Regions from separate parts of the Callithrix jacchus genome. Here region 1 is linked to region 2. A link is a contact called in public Hi-C data. All regions are on one chromosome and are shown on one strand. Each heading gives the region's core, a stretch centred on a gene start, on an enhancer-like site or on the middle of the called end of the contact. The rest is flanking DNA. Distances are from core to core; before and after follow the strand shown.

The links. Hi-C and Micro-C count contacts between places; a contact is called where the count stands out from the background.
Region 1: a contact with region 2 is called in a Hi-C map of skeletal muscle, with 4 times the contacts expected there. The contact joins the promoter of RPS27 here to the enhancer-like site in region 2. A contact is called at or near these places in 3 of 3 Hi-C or Micro-C datasets (induced pluripotent stem cells and skeletal muscle).

The regions. Positions count from the first base shown.
Region 1 is chr18:14,420,653-14,423,968 of calJac240_pri, forward strand. It overlaps RPS27 (ribosomal protein S27), which reads left to right and starts at 1,581. Exons shown (of 4, transcript XM_078355792.1): 1 at 1,581-1,848; 2 at 1,929-2,037; 3 at 2,370-2,480; 4 at 2,942-3,027. The coding sequence starts at 2,019. The coding sequence ends at 2,970. It overlaps RAB13 (RAB13, member RAS oncogene family), which reads right to left and starts at 1,529. Exons shown (of 8, transcript XM_035279951.2): 1 at 1,380-1,529.
Region 2 is chr18:14,211,651-14,215,232 of calJac240_pri, forward strand. No RefSeq gene overlaps it. Among named protein-coding and RNA genes, the nearest start is that of SLC27A3, 17 kb to the left of the region's middle. Within about 2 kb of position 2,296, at least 16 of the 16 cell types and tissues checked have an H3K27ac peak or open chromatin away from gene starts, as enhancers often do. A contact at or near this core is called in skeletal muscle, where this site is marked.

The sequences.
Region 1 (3,316 bases), core at 331-2,830, 210 kb after region 2:
CTGGAGTGCAATGGCATGGTCTCAGCTCACTGCAAGCTCTTCCACTGCGATTCAAGCGATTCTCCTGCCTCAGCCTCCCAAGTAGCTGAGATTACAGGTGCCTGCCACCATGCTGTCAGGTCTCCATATGCAAGCCTGGAGCCTGAAAGTCTGAAGTTCTGCTTGCCTCAGCTGATGTCTCCCATACCCCCCATCCCTCCCCCTACCTCGCTATTGTCCCTAATTGCCCAGCAGCGGAGCTTCCCCACAAGCCCCTCACCCAACCCTGCCATCTTATCTGTTCTCATGATAATGTAAATACCTCTCACCCAACCCTGCCATTGTAACTGAACTTGTGGTCATGTATACTTGTCCTTGCCCCTACCGCCCAAACACTGTAACTGAACTTACTCTGCAACACCCCTGCCCCCCAAGAAACTACCCAAACCTATAAAACCAACTCCTATCCAACCGCCCTTTGCTAATGCCCTTTTTGGCCTTAGCCCACCTGCACCCAGGTGAATAAACAGCCATGTTGCTCACACAAAGCCTGTTTGGAAGGTTTCTTCATTCAAAGCGCGCGTTTTTCAACACACGGCCGGTTAATATTTGTATTTTTAGTAGAGACGGGTTTCACCACGTTGGCCAGGCTGGTCTCGAACTCCTGACCTCAAGTGATCCACCCTCCTAGGCCTCCCAAAGTGCTGGGATAACAGGCGTGACCCACCGCGCCTGTTGTTAAATATGGGTAAATTAAAACAACAGAAAAAGAGTTAGGAATATAAGTAAATTCTGAACACTGCACTGGCCTCTGAAAAAGAAAGAAAAAAAAATAATATCGGTAATTAAAAAATAGTACAGAAGCTAGGTGGTGCAGTGAGCCAAGATCGCACCACTGACTCCAGCCTGGGCGATAGAGGGAGACTGTGTCTCATAAATAAATAAATACATTTTTTAATAGGCCGGGTGCGGTGGCTCACCCCTGTAATCCCAGCAGTTTGGGAAGCCGAGGCCGGTTCACGATGTCAAGAGATCGAGATCATCCAGGCCAACATGGTGAAACCTCGTCTCTACTAAAAAATACAAAAAATTAGCTGGGCGAGGTGGCGCGCGCCTCTAGTTCCAGCTACTCGGGAGGCTGAGGCAGGAGAATTGCTTGAACCTGGGAGGCGAGACTGCAGTGAGCCGAGGTCGCGCCACTGCTCTCCAGCCTGGCGCCTGGTGACAGAGTGAAACTGTCTCAAAAAAAAAAAAAAAAAGAAAAAAAAAGTACGTAACTCTGGGATATGGTTCCTTCTCCTTGGTGTTTTCCTCACTTTCCTATTAGGCTTCAATTGTCAAGATATGGCACAAAATTTTAAAAGTGTCCATTTATCCCTTGATAGTGATCAAACGCTGACCTCAGGATAGCAAGGTAGCGCTCTCAGCATGGTGACGCATCTGTGTCACAACCATCAGTTAAAGACCTTCCGAAAATGACAGCTCCCTTGTCTCCTCACCGCGGCAGAGCCAAGTAGGACCTTCCAAACATGGCGGCACAAGAGTCTTGCGTCATTTCCTGTAGTGTGTCCAATATAAGGGGCAGGATTTCCGCTTTCGCTCCTTTCCGGCGGTGACGATCTACGCACGAGAACATGCCTGTGAGTGCTTTGGTCCAGGTTTCGGCGGAGATCTCGCTCTTCTGTTCGCACGCTCCCCTCCCGCTGATTTCGGATCGCAGAGGGTCCTCATTTGCCCTCTGCACTTAGGACATTAACTCCAGGGACCGCAGCGGTCCACGGGCCACCCGCATAGACGGGAGCGGAGAGGAGATAAGATGGCGGCCCAGCTGCGCAGACATCAGGGGCGGCGAGGGGCGAGCTCTCCCCGGTGTGTGACAGTCGGGGCTGTTTTCGAGCATCCCATTTTCGCCGTTGGTTTCTAAATCTCTGCATTTCTGTCCTTCTTAGCTAGCAAAGGATCTCCTTCATCCGTCTCCAGAAGAGGAGAAGAGGAAACACAAGAAGAAACGCCTGGTGCAAAGCCCCAATTCCTACTTCATGGATGTGAAATGCCCAGGTGAGGAGACGGCTTGCTGTAGTGGGGAAAGCACTGGACCTCAACACTTGGAAAAAGTTGAGTGAGCTGTGTCGTATTCGTGAAGCTGTCCAGCAGCTTCAGTTTCTTCGCCTGTGAAAAATTTTTCCTGATACTCTTAAAATTAGGATGTATGAGACTGGCAACGTTTTGCATCTTAGGAGGAGTGATTCATTTCAGCGTGATCCCCCATCACGTTTCACATCCAATCCCTATCTTTTTTTGTGTTGGGAAACAGTAATGGAGTTGGGCATAAATGCCGGAAAGATACGGGTGTAGTAGAGGAAGAAAATGTTAATCTGTTTTTTTTTTAGGATGCTATAAAATCACCACGGTCTTCAGCCATGCACAAACGGTAGTTTTGTGTGTTGGTTGCTCCACTGTCCTCTGCCAGCCTACAGGAGGAAAAGCAAGGCTTACAGAAGGTAAATGGTTTACTAATGTGATTTGGGGCTTTGTTTTTCTTTTTTGTTTTGTTTGAGTTTTTGCTTTATAGAAATGAAAACACTTCTCAGGATCTTTCAATTTTCGTTTTTTTTTTTTTCCTTTGGATATTTCAATCTTAGAGTGACAAAGATTATGTATAATGTAAACTTTCAGACAAGAAGTGTTGGATTTGATGGTTTTTTTCTTTAAGTAGATACTACCAAAAACTACATACTAATCTCAAAGCACTACTGTCTAAAGCTGGGGTCAATGGGCAGTAAAAGGGCTCAAGTTGATATGAAGTGACCCAAATGATATAAATGATTCTGTAGCTAAAACTTCAGAAAAATAAAGATGTAGCTTTCTGTGGGTGGATCTCCTGGCATCTGCTTGTTTCGTGGGGGAGGTGGGCAGAATACCTGGGCTGTCATCAGCTAATCTCTGAACCTTTTTCCTCCAGGATGTTCTTTCAGGAGGAAGCAGCACTAAAAGCACTCTGAATCAAGATGAGTGGGAAACTATCTTAATAAACACATTTTGGATAAATCCTGTTTATTGTCTTGTTTAACTGTTAGGATCCTGTCTCAAGTATTCAGGGCAACCGGAAAGAGAAGATTAGAGTCAGTTTGGGCAAGTAAGTGGCCAATTACTTTAAAAATCCGTTTGGGGGCGTTTTAAACCACCTAGGCTCATTGGGTAAAAAAATTTTGTTGAGACAGTCTCCCTCTCTCGCCTGGCACCGCAACCTCTACCTCCCTGGTCAAGCAATTCTGCCTCAGCCTCTGGAGTAGCTGGGACTGCAGGCACATGCCACCATGCCCAGCTATTTTTTGTA
Region 2 (3,582 bases), core at 1,046-3,545:
AGAGAAATGGCAGAACTGGAAAATCAGCATTTTGCAACCCAACGAAATAAGTGTCAGTCAATTATCATCAATAGATACAACTATTGGATAAAAGGCTGATGAGGCTGGGTGTGGTGTTGCATGCCTGTAGTCTCAGCCATTTGGGAGGCTGAGGTGGGAGAACATTTGAGCCCAGAAGTTTGAAGCTGTAGAGAACTATGATTGTGCCTATGAATAGCCACTGCACTGCAGCCTGGGCAACACACAGACTGTTTCCCCTCCTCCCACGCCAAAAAAAAAAAAAAAAAGGTTGATGAGGGGCCAGGCATGGTGGTTGACACCTGTAATCCCAGCTACTCAGAAGGCTGAGGCAAGAGAATTACTTGAACCTGGGAGGTGGAGGTTGCAGTGAGCCGAGATCACGCCATTGCACTCCAGCCTGGGCAAGAAGAGTGAAACTTAGAGGGATCGGGTTATCAGCACCTGTAGCCCCTATTCAATTTTAGAATCACTAAAAGACAACCAGATTTTTTTTTTTTTTTTTTTTTGAGACGGAGTTTTGCTCTCATTACCCAGGCTGGAGTGCAACCGTGCAATCTCGGCTCACTGCAACCTCCGCCTCCTGGATTCAGGCAATTCTCCTGCCTCAGCCTCCTGAGTAGCTGGGATTACAGGCACGCGCCACCAGGCCCAGCTAATTTTTTGTGTTTTTAGTAGAGACGGGGTTTCACCATGTTGATCAGGATGGTCTCGATCTCTTGACCTCATGATCCACCCGCCTCAGCCTCCCAAAGTGCTGGGATTACAGGCTTGAGGCACCGCGCCCGGCCTGACAACCAGATATTTTGCATCTCCTGAATGCAGTGTGCAGCATAAAACACCACCTAGAAAATCTTCTTGCCTAGAAGTGGAACCTGAATAAACCAAGCCTCTGGGCCAACATCCATATATAGAGGAACGTATTCAATAGCACCAAAAAAATAATAATAACAAACAGATCCAGAACATGCGAAATTTTACTGGAAAATTTACCCAGTCTCTTCAACAACCCAATGACTATAAGGGTGAGGGCTGGGGGTGTTTGTATTTGCTAAGATCATTATGAAGCATAATAATCAGCCAGGTGCGGTGGCTCACACCTGTGATCCTAGCACTTTGGGAGGCTGAGGTGGGTGGATCACCTGAGGTCAGTTCAAAACCAGCCTGGCCATCATGGTGAAACCACATCTTAAAAAAAAAAAAAAAAGAAGCCTAATAATCAAATGGAGTGTATAAACCTTGTTCTTGATTGAAAACAAAACAAACAAAAAAAAAACCAGAACGTCATTTTTGAGACAATCAGGGATTATTTGGTTAAGGACTAGGTATTAGATGATATTAAGGAATTGTTATTAATTTTGTTATATGTGATAATGGCATTGTGGTTATGAAGAAAACGTTGTAATTTTTTTCTTTGTTGAGACAGGGTCCTCACTCTGTCCCCCAGGCTGGAGTGCAGTGGCGCTTTCGTGGCGCTTTCTTGGCTCACTGCAACCTCTGCTTCCCAGGCTCAAACGATCCTCCTGTTTCGGCTTCCCGAATAGCTGGAACTGCAGGTGTGCTACCACGCCCGGCTAATTTTTTGTAGAGATGGGGTTTTGCCACATTGCCCAGGCTGACCTCAAGTGAGCAAGTGCTGGGATGACAGGCGCGAACCACCACGCCGGGGCCCTCCTCCCCTTAACAAACATTTACCGGGAGGCCATCCTGTGCCAGACTCTGCTCAGGACACACAGCAGGGAGCACCACAAAGCCCCCGGCCCCCTGGAGCTCGCTCGGGGCGGGGGGGGGGGGGACACGCACGAAAGCCGGTGTGAAATGCCGCGCCCTGGAGTGACTATCAGAGACGGAGCCCACAGGAGTCGTCCGTTCGTTTCCTGCGGGGGCTATAACGGATTACCACAGACAGGGCTTCAAACCTGAATGTCTGATCTGATAGTTTTGCAGTCAGACGTCTGACAGGGCTCCCTGACCTAAAATCCAGCCCGACCCCGGCGGGGCTGCGTTTCCTTCTGGAAGCTGTAGGGGCGCACGCGCTTCCTCACCTTTTCCGGTTTCTCGCGGCCACCCGGCGTCCCCGGCTGTGGCCCCTTCCTCCCGCACGGGGTGCCTCTGACTCTCCTCCGCCTTCCTCTTCTGCTTTTAAGGACTCTCATGATGACATCAGGCCCACCTGGGTAATCCTGAGCACCTCTTTAGGATCAGCTGTAGCAGCCTTCACTTCCCCTTGCCATGTAACTGAGCACATTCTTAGGTTCCGGGGTGAGGACGTGGATCTCTCCAGGGCCCTATTCTGCCGACCACGGATGGGGAGACCGGTGAAGATGGGCAGAGCCAGGCGGAGGCAGAAAAAAGGCTCGGAGAGAGGCAGAGGTCCGGGCTGAGAGGAGAGAGAGAGGAGTGGCTGAGAAAGGAGACAGTGTCGCGGGTGCGCCTGGGGGGCTTTCGGGGGATTCTTTCTGCCAGCTGAGTCTTTCCAGGGACGTTATTCCAGGAAAGCCTGGGCAGCTGTGAAACCTCAGACGACGCCAGAGATTGAAACGTTCGAGATTGAGCCAATAGGCAATTGTCGGAGAGGAAGGGAAGGAGGGCTGCTCTCAGCAGTTTCCTGAGCTCAAGGCTATTCGGGGCTCCGTATCTGGGCTGGGAGTGTGGGTCTATACCCTTGGGGGCAGAAGGGAGGCTTTAATCAAATTCTCAAAGGGGCCTGGGACCAATAAAGTTAACTCCTGTTTGAGGGTTATAAAAGGAAGTGCTTGGAATGTAAAATGCTGCAGTCACTGTGGAAGACAGTTTGGCAGTTCCTCAAAATATAGTTACTATGTGACCCAGCGGCTCCATTCCATGCCCGGGAGAACGGAAGTCATCCATCCACACAAAAACCTATGCAGGGCTGTTTGTAGCAGCATCGCTCATAATAGCCAAAAGTGGAAACAACCCTAATGTCAGTCTCCTGATGAGCAGATAAACAAAATGTAGTATATCCGTGCAATGGAATCTTATTCAGGCGTTAAAAAGAATGAAGTTCTGAGACAGGATACAACATGGATGAAACTTGAAGACACCATGCTAAGTGAAATACGCCAGGCAGGAAAGGACAAATATATGATTCCACTGTATGTAAGATACCCAGAGTAGTCAAATTCATAGAAACAGAAAATCTAATGGTGATTGGCAGGAGCTGAGAGAGGGCAGATGGGAGTGAATGTTAGTGGGTATAAGTTTCTTTTTGGGGTGATTCAATGTTTTAAAATAATTGCAGTCGTGCAACTGAACGTATACTGAAAGCCACTGAATTCCTGACATGGGTGATGGTGAAATTTCTGCTATGTCAATTATATCTCAGTAAAACGGTTCCAAGAAAAAAGAGGAAGTGGGCCAGACACAGCTGCTCACGCCTATAATCCCAGCACTTTGGGAGGCTGAGGTGGGAGAATTGCTTGAATCCAGGAGTTCAAGACCAGCCTGGGCGATAGAGTGAGACCCATCTCTACATACCTATGAAAAAATGTTTAACATTGCGTATCGAGGTAACACACACCTACAGTCCCAGCTACTTGGGAG